Linked DNA regions of Capsicum annuum: region 1 is linked to region 2. Evidence: chromatin contacts called from public Hi-C data. All regions are on one chromosome and are shown on one strand. Each heading gives the region's core, a stretch centred on a gene start, on an enhancer-like site or on the middle of the called end of the contact. The rest is flanking DNA. Distances are from core to core; before and after follow the strand shown.

Region 1 (4,440 bases), core at 85-2,584, 250 kb after region 2:
TCATTTTTGGGAAATACTTGGGTTTCCCAATCTCAAATACCAAATTATTTATAGTTGATTATCAATTTCTCATTGACAACTTTACGCCCTAAATCCTGCGGGTAGAGCTACCTTAATCAAAGCCACCCTTAACAGCATTCCGAATCACCTCATGCAGTATCTTCAGATCCCGAGATACATTACCAAATGCTTAGAGCGTTGTGAGCGCAACTTCTTTTGGGGATCCCCCGTTGCTAGAAAAAAGATTCATCTCCTTAAATGGTCAACTCTTACAAAACCCAAGGACATCGAGGGGTTGGGTATTAAAGATCTTCGGATAAAAAATAAAGCTTTAGCGGGCACGGCTTGGTGAGCTTTCCACTCAAATACTCTTTTGGCTAGCCTCTTAAAAGATAAATATTTGCAACATACTCGTCGTGACCCCTCCTCTGTTACGTCTTTAACTACTTGGAAAGCCCTAATGATTGGTTGAAAGCACTGCCAGGTCGGCCTCCGATGGCAACCTGCCAATAGGCAATTCATTAATTTTTGCAATGATGCTTGGGTTAAGCCAAACTTCCTTATTCGTAACCAAATTCATGGGCCTCTTCAAAGGCAAGCGATGTCCTTTCACATCTCGGATGTTAGAAGGGAAGGCACATGGGATTTCTCTAAATTGTCAGTCGAATTACCAGAATCAACAGCATCCCAAATTCAACAAGTGTACTTCCCAGGTTCTCGAGCTCCTGTGATCGTATAACTTGGGGCCTAACTACCACGGGCTCCTTTCCTGTTAAATCATGCACGATAGCGATAGAAAGTGCTTACGACACATATCCTCCAAGCACATTACCGTTCGAGAACCTTATCTCTTTTACTTGGATTTGGAAGCTTTTGCTTCCTCCTAAAGTAAAGTATTTTCTGTGGCTCTTGAATCATGGAAGAACGGCTAAATTTAGCTTGCTTTTCCACATCAAAGTTGTAGAGTCTCCTATGTGTAGGCTTTGCAATTCAATGACCGAAGAAACAAATGCACACCTATTCGTGCTCTATCCAAAGGTTGCACTGATATGGACCAGCTTAGGAGTCATGAATCAGGTAAATACTCTAGTTTCTATAGATAGTCACCCATCCCTTTGGCTACACGATCTAATTCACCTCCGTTTAAAACCCTCCCAAGAGGTGTTGTTACACATGCCAGCTAAGATCTATATTAGTTTTTGTATCTAGCTTGCACGAAACAAGTTCATTTTTTAAGGCATTCTATTCTCACCCTCTCTAAAGGATGTCTCACAAATAGCTGAAGAATTCTGGTTTTTAGCGGGGCCTATGGCCCCCCAAAAACCTGCATTACTATGTATACCAAGTGTAAACCTCCTGCACAAGTAAACTACATGCTCAATACTGACTGTGCCGCCGAGGGTTCATCTATGAATCAATACCAATTTGGTCTAAGGGGCGTCTTCAGAAATTATAAAGAAGAATGGGTATTAGGCTTTCATGGTAATTGCACTGCTACAGACGTTCTGGAAGGAGAAGCCCACGCCTTGTTACTAGGACTCCGGCTAGCCCACCAGAACAACCTTTTTCCACTAGAAATTGGGATAGATTCTCAACAACTAGTTCAACTACTTGATCCTGATGCAGATTCTAACTCTACTTTGATATCTGATTGCAGGTACCTCCTGGGCGTACTGGATAGTCCCTTGCTGCACCACCTTTTCAGAGAGCAGGACCAGTTAGCTGACGAATTAGCTAGATTACCTAGTATAGCCTCTACTACTACGTTGTTTTGGACTCCACCATAGTTACTTCGTGACATTTTGTATGCGGATATCAACGGAGTATTATCAGTTAGGCGGGTGAAAATTCTGTTTGTTATTATATTAGTCCTATGCAGGATGCAAATAAGGCTTCTACTATTGCGGTTGTGACTGGATCACAACAAAGCTTGTAAATGTTTTTGTGTTATAAATAAAACCTCGCTTGTTCACCCAAAAAAAAAAGATATTTCCATCTTTAAACCTATAGGAAAAAGTGTTGTTGTGCAATGACAAGGCCAAAGGGAGGCAGAATGACATAAAAATGAAATATGGAAGCAAAATGTTAATAGAAAGATATGTTAGGGGTTTTATTGTTAATTATCTAATTCTATAGCATCCAAAGTGAAGATAAAGTAGAGTACTCCATTTTTTTCCCCAAATAAACGCACAGCAACCATTTTTTTAAGAGAAGCAGTGAGTGAGTGTTAATGCTCCGAAAGCTTCAATAACAGACAAAGCCATGCTTCTGAGCTCTTCATTTCTTGTGTCCCACATTTCTTTTCCATGTAATTCCTCTCTCTCCCTCTCTACACTTAAATTACTATCCTTTTATGGCTACCGCTTACTGGTATGCAAACAAGAAATTATGTAATTTCTTATGTTTTTATGGGCCTTTCTCTTTTTCTTTCACTTTCTTGTGTGGGTTTATTGATCTGTGTTCTCTTTTCTTTCCCTTTTCCCCCATTTTCAAGATAACTTATACTCTTTTTGTTACAAATTACTCGTCCGTTTTGTTTTAATTGGCGCTTCTTTCGTTCTACAAATATTTACTTCAATTTAGTTATCCATTTGACGAAATTAGTAGGATTTTATGATGTTCTTTAAATATTATTCTTAATATTAAATGATTAAATAAAGTATATTTAATTAAATTTATATTTTTGAAGTATAATTAATAAGATTAATTTGATAAAATAAATCTCTAATTTTTTTTAATGTATGTATCAAGTCAATAATGATTAATTAATATAAAATGGAGGAAGTATTTGACTTGTTTTGACCGGCACAGAATTTAATAAAAAATACTTTGGACTCTTGTATTATTAAATTAAAGACATGTTATTTAATTTGTAGTCTTAAATTAGGAACTAAAGAGTTGTTAAAAAGTGAAAAGGGTATTTTTTCCAATGGATTAAAAAGGGAAATAGGTCAAATAAATTGAAATTGAAACAGAGGGATTATGTAATTATCACTTTGATAACTCTGCTATCAAGAACGTTGTGAATGCCTTTTTCTTGTTTGATCTCCCTTTTCATCTTTAACTAAATATTATATTATCCCCAAGAATTCTCTGAAAGTTAACTATATTTTGTTGTAGCCACTGCAAGTATTACTTCTCAATTCCAACCTCTACTAGGTTTTTCTATATGAATTGGCTAGTTTCATATTGGTTGTTTAACTTATTTGGACTAGCACTTTGAACTTAGGAACCGTTTGACCATAATTTTTGTTTTACTTTTTTTTTTCAAAAAATTATTTTGAAAATTAAGGTGTTTGGTCTTGGGAATTCAATTCCAAATTATTTTTGGAAAAATTCACTTTTTTACGACTTCAATTTGAACTTTATTTATTATTACAAATGACTTATTTTTTTCTTTTTACAAAAATACCCTATTAATTTCATTAACAACTGAATTTGAATGCCTAACTACCACATTGCTCATTTCTTACTACTTCCATTGATAAAAGACCTTAAAATTGAAGGCAACTTCAATCTTTTTTCTTCTTCCTCAATATCGGCTAGTGATACAACGGAACCTTAATCCGTCCATTCTTACGACTCTTTATGCAACACCAACAACGAAGGCAATATTATTGTCTCCTCTCCCATTTTGATTGTATCTTAAAGGTAAATTAGTTGAGTTGGTGATTTTGATAGTTTTTAAAAATTGGAGGTGTAAAATTATATTTTTAAGTATCTTTCCAAAAGTCTAAAAAAAAGTTTCAAAAAAACATGGCCAAACACAACTCCAATTCTAACTCCAACTCCGAAAAATTTTAATTTTCATGGTGAAACGCCTACTTAGATAGGATTATAGCCTGTAGGCTAATTTAGGGAACAATTTGTTCTGGATGTTGAAATTATTGTTTAATCTATGGTTTAGCAGAATTCCTAGCTTAAAATATTAGCAGGTTCTTAATCATGTCAAGTGGTGTTTTTATTATTATTATTATTTTTTTTTGGATAACCATGGTGTCCAGGCAAGCTCACGCGCACCTCAACTAATTCTGCGAGATACCTGGCACCTCCCACAGAAACGGATACCAAATAACAACAGATTGGAAAGAAATCACCTAGTGTTTTTGTCTTTGCTGGGATTTGAACTTGTTAAGTGGTGTGTTTATTACTTCATGTTTCTGAAATTTGATACTGACAAATAAAGTTTGTCTTTGATGTTTCCATGTAGTTTTCCTTGAGAATAAAATATAGGATCCTTTAAGCAACATTTGATAGCCTTTATAGTTTGTGATGCATAAATCTCTTTAGCATCCAAGGGTGTGGCCTAGTGGTCAATGACGTTGGTTGAGCATCATGAGAATTACCAGCCTAGACAAAACACTAGGTGATTCCTTCCCATCTGTTCTAGCCTTGGTGGACAAAGTTACATTATACTTGTTACTGGTGGGAGGTGGCAGG
Region 2 (4,579 bases), core at 907-3,406:
GGAGAGTGATGATGGGGTAAGGAAAAAAATGAAATATAAACACGTAGTAATTATAAATTTGTGGACACAACAATATAAAGATAATTAGATTAAACCATCCATATATTATATATATATAGATTATGCATACATATGCAAATCCAGGATTTATTATAAATAATTTTAATTTTTTTCTACATAGACGTATACAGGTAAGTAATTTGGAGTACAAAGCCGTTGGAAGCACTCAATGTCGTGCAGAGCAAATAGAATTAAATTCTAAAATAAAAAGGCATTACATTGTGCAATTAATTAGAAAGAGTTGACTTCTGACTTTCATCATTCATCCTTCTGTTATGACCAGATCAAATATCATTTGGATAATTAGACAGTTGACATTTGCCATGCTGAATGTTCAAATTTTGATTCAAGAAAGAAAACAATATCCATTTGGTTCATATTTTTTTCCCTCAATTAAACTGGCATTTTATTCATATCCAAAAACTTCCGTCAAGGTACATGCTGAATGTTCAAATATTGCCACCTCGTATGAATTGCAGTGGAATGAATAGGACAGTGTCACACTGGTAGCTTAGTAGATATGATGTTTGCAAGACGACTCTGGATTTCTATTCTTGTGATCTGCGCAACAATTGTCAAAGCCCAAAACATTACTCAGTGTTCTTCTTCTTGTGGTGTGATATTCATGACATTCAGTTCCCTTTTAGATTGAAAGCAGATCCCCCGAATTGTGGATATCCCGGGTATGAGCTTGATTGCCAGAAAAATCGTGTTGTCATAAGTCTGAATTCGAAAAAGTATTACGTGCTAGAAATCAATTACCATGAGTACTTGATCAAAGCAATTGACCCTGGTTTGGAGCATCAGACGAGGAACTGTACTTCTCTTCCTGATTACGTTAACAGATCTGTTCCAAGCACCTCAACATTTGCTAGAGTTTTAACTCCTCAATATCAATATCAGCAGTCTGGTACTGCAGTAACTGTTGCATATCATGATCGAAACGTTCCCATGTCAATTGTTTAGCTCCTGTAAATTCCTCGCACTATGTGGAGACTACCTTCTGTAATTCCACTTCCTCGAATTCTTCACAAAGTCATAGCTATGTCACCATTGGACAGGACATGTCAATTTCGGATTTGGCTGAGAATCGCAGTGTTCAAATGGTGGCGTGGTCCTTGTCTCATGGTCTTTCAGGGGACAATACTTCTCTATCGAACATTCATGCAGCCTTGACTTATGGATTTGAGCTTTCTTGGAAGTATAGCTTCTTGTGTAGAGAATGTGAAGGCACCTGTTTCGCTGAAGGTGGTGGCTATAGTTGCAATCGCTTCAAGGATGAGATGTTTTTTTCTCGCCATTGTAAGTCAAGATTCATTTCACATTTTCAACTCGTAATACCTTATCAAATTATCTGTTTTAACAAAATCCCTATATCTGAGGTTGAATATGTGATTTGTCTGAGTCAAATTGGTGGCAATGAATGTTGAACTTATATGGATATTGTGCTTTGAGAACAGGGAATATCTCCTTGAATGATGCAATTAGCTATCATCCGAGCAATTTAAACTTTCAAGTTTCAAATTTAAGATGTCATTCTTTTACTTTATCGCATTGAATCTACAATTGAAGCAGGTCAAAGATATTGTAGAGTTTCATTCAGTTACTATATCCACCTCACTGTGAGGTCTGTCGTTAGAAGTTATAAGAAAATTTAGTTAGCTTTTGCGTTCAATCCTCTCTTTGTATGCTTATCAGTTACCCTCTTTATGACAAGTTTCAATTCTCAGTAACTTAGTTTAAGATGTAGCATCAGTATTTTACTCATATTCCTATATTTGGACAATGCAAGCGGCTGGACCCACTACTATTGGAGTACGTATGTGAGATACTGAAGTGATATAAATACTCTTAAGCATTCCTTCCTTTGAAGGAGACCGTTAAAGCATGCTTTCCGATTATAATCCCTCTTCAAGTCTTTATACAATTTGTTTCCTCTAACGTAATTTTTCCTTTGTGATTTGCTTGTTTTGACAGTTCTTTCCAGATGGTACAGTTATTTAGTTATACGTGAGTGTTCTTATCTTACTCCACAAGGATAGGCATTTCTTGGTACACACTGAATACTGAAAAGGAAAAAGTAGCTTTGAAGCTTTTACTCAAGCCCCTTTATCCTAGGAAAACGGATATGGTTTTCTTACCAATCCCTTCTGTTTTCTTTTCCAAACCATGCAGCTTCATTTCTGTCACTGCGGTTTCTTTTTGGATTGGTTTTCCTGACTGCGTTGGTAGTGTATAAATGGAGAAGACAACACTTATCGATGTATCAATCAATTGAAGACTTCCTGCAAATCCAGACCAACCTTTTCACAATTAAATACTCCTACTCTGAGATTAGGAAGATGACTAATAAATTCAAGGAAAAACTAGGTGAAGGAGCCTATGGAACTGTCTTTAAAGGAAAGCTGCGTAGTGGTCCTTTTGTTGCAGTAAAGGTGATGCACAAATCTATGACCAGTGGGCAAGAATTTATTGGTGAAGTTTCCACTATTGAAAGGATTCACCATGTTAATGTTGCGCAGCTCATTGGATTCTGCGTTGAGGGCTCCAAACGTGCTTTAGTATATGAGTTCATGCTCAATGGTTCCTTAGATAAGTACATATTTCTGCAACAAGGAACTGTTTCCTTGACTTACAAGCAGATGTTCGACATATCTCTTGGAGTGGCTCGTGGCATTGACTACCTACATCAGGGCTGCGACATGCAGATCCTACATTTTGATATTAAGCCTCACAACATTCTTCTTGACGAAAATTTTAATCCCAAAATATCTGACTTTGGGCTTGCAAAACTGTACTCCTCAGATGATAGTATTGTGAGTATAACTGCAGAAAGAGGGACAGTGGGTTACATGGCTCCAGAGCTGTTTTATACAAATATTGGAGGAGTTTCATACAAAGCCGATGTATATAGCTATGGCATGTTATTGATGGAAATGGCAGGCAGAAGGAAGAACACGAGCCCATTTGAGGACCATTTGAGCCAAATTTACTTTCCTACATGGGTTTACGACCAATTTAATGACGGAAATGATATAGAGATGCACGCGAGTGAGGAAGATAGGAGGTTTGTCAAGAAGATGATGATTGTGGCTTTGTGGTGCATACAAATGAAGCCTGCTGATCGCCCTGCCATGAACAAAGTTGTTGAGATGCTTGAAGGAGATGTTGAACTCCTCCAGATGCCACCAAGACCTTTTATAGCTCCTCGTGACGTATAGGTGGCTACTCACTCTGCCGTGCAAACTATGATCATAATTCCATTAGTTTCTGATTTATTTCACGACGTCCAATATCTCTATCAGAAGGGCTCAATCTCAGGCCACAAGTAGTCATTTCTGCCCCACGGTGGTGACACTAGTTCCTCCTAGGTTTTAATGGTAAGAATTTGAGCGTAATCTGATGTTTCAGTAAAATGTCTATTAGTTTGCTTGTTGGTGTTGTAAATTATTGGAACGTGTAACTGTCAAGACTCAAGCATAGATGCTGTTGTACAATAAAATTTGAGTGGAGAAAAATAATTAATCGGGTAAGAAAAGTATTGCAACAATCGTTTTTATTTATTTCAATATGTAAGTGTTATAATCTCTATGAATCCTCTGATTCATCTTTTTAAATATAAATTCAAGGGTTTTAAACTTGATTTATTCACCCTTTTCAAATATAAATTCAAGGGCTTCGAACTTGATTTAGGGATTTGATAGATTTGATCTCTGATTCGCCTTTTCAAATATAAATTCAAGCGCTTCAAACTTGATTTAGGGATTTGATGAATTTGATCTTGACTTATACTTGAATTCAGAATCTTGTGGTCTTGATCTTGAATCTTGAATTTGTAGAGAAATCTGCGGCGTTTGATCCACGAGATCTCTATTGCTTCTTGTAGGAATCGTTGATTCCTTTTCTGAATTATGAGACTTCTATTTATAGTTGTGAGAAGGAAAGATTCACGGTGAAGGTGAACTTCTTTTGATCAACTAGATTGAAGTGACATGACACATTTTTATGGACGATTTTTAATTTCACTAGGCCTGCTGCATCATTTTGATATGTGGCATGATCCTATTGGCTTCTTCACTTGACTTGGCGTGCCACGTCATTTGACACGTGATACCAATTTGGGCCTTTAGAATATGATGACATATTGGGTTAGCAAATCGAGCTTATCATTTGTGGCCAAAATCAATGGACTAGCCCAACAGGAATTTGACTTCAATCAAATCCATATTTATTTGAATTTCATTTAAATAACCAATTCAATCTTATTAACCCATCACATTTATTTGGATTAATATATTTCGACTTTTAATATAATTCAAATTTTATACGGATTTAAATTTAATAAAATTTCATTACTCACAAATTGCCCCCTGCTTCAAGACTTGTCAGAATGTATACTTTCAAAACTAGACTTGAAGTATGATTTATTTAAACATGCTTCCTTCGTACTTCCAAGATTTCATACATATAAACATCCTATTTCATTAGTTGAGAACCTATAAAGCTGAACCATGCCATT

Evidence for each region. Hi-C and Micro-C count contacts between places; a contact is called where the count stands out from the background.
Region 1: a Hi-C map of bud shows a contact between it and region 2, with 4 times the contacts expected there. The contact joins the promoter of LOC124896827 here to the promoter of LOC107855969 in region 2. A contact is called at or near these places in 4 of 5 Hi-C or Micro-C datasets (bud, leaf and placenta).

What each region holds. Positions count from the first base shown.
Region 1 is chr3:228,326,671-228,331,110 of UCD10Xv1.1, forward strand. LOC124896827 reads left to right here and starts at 1,335. Exons shown (of 1, transcript XM_047408669.1): 1 at 1,335-1,787. The coding sequence starts at 1,335. The coding sequence ends at 1,787. LOC107855971 (peptidyl-prolyl cis-trans isomerase FKBP20-2, chloroplastic) reads left to right here and starts at 2,148. Exons shown (of 8, transcript XR_007053669.1): 1 at 2,148-2,308.
Region 2 is chr3:228,079,483-228,084,061 of UCD10Xv1.1, forward strand. It overlaps LOC107855969 (rust resistance kinase Lr10), which reads left to right and starts at 2,157. Exons shown (of 1, transcript XM_047408668.1): 1 at 2,157-3,602. The coding sequence starts at 2,157. The coding sequence ends at 3,281. It overlaps LOC107855959, which reads left to right and starts at 359. Exons shown (of 2, transcript XM_047408636.1): 1 at 359-1,362; 2 at 2,038-2,172. The coding sequence starts at 1,125. The coding sequence ends at 2,102.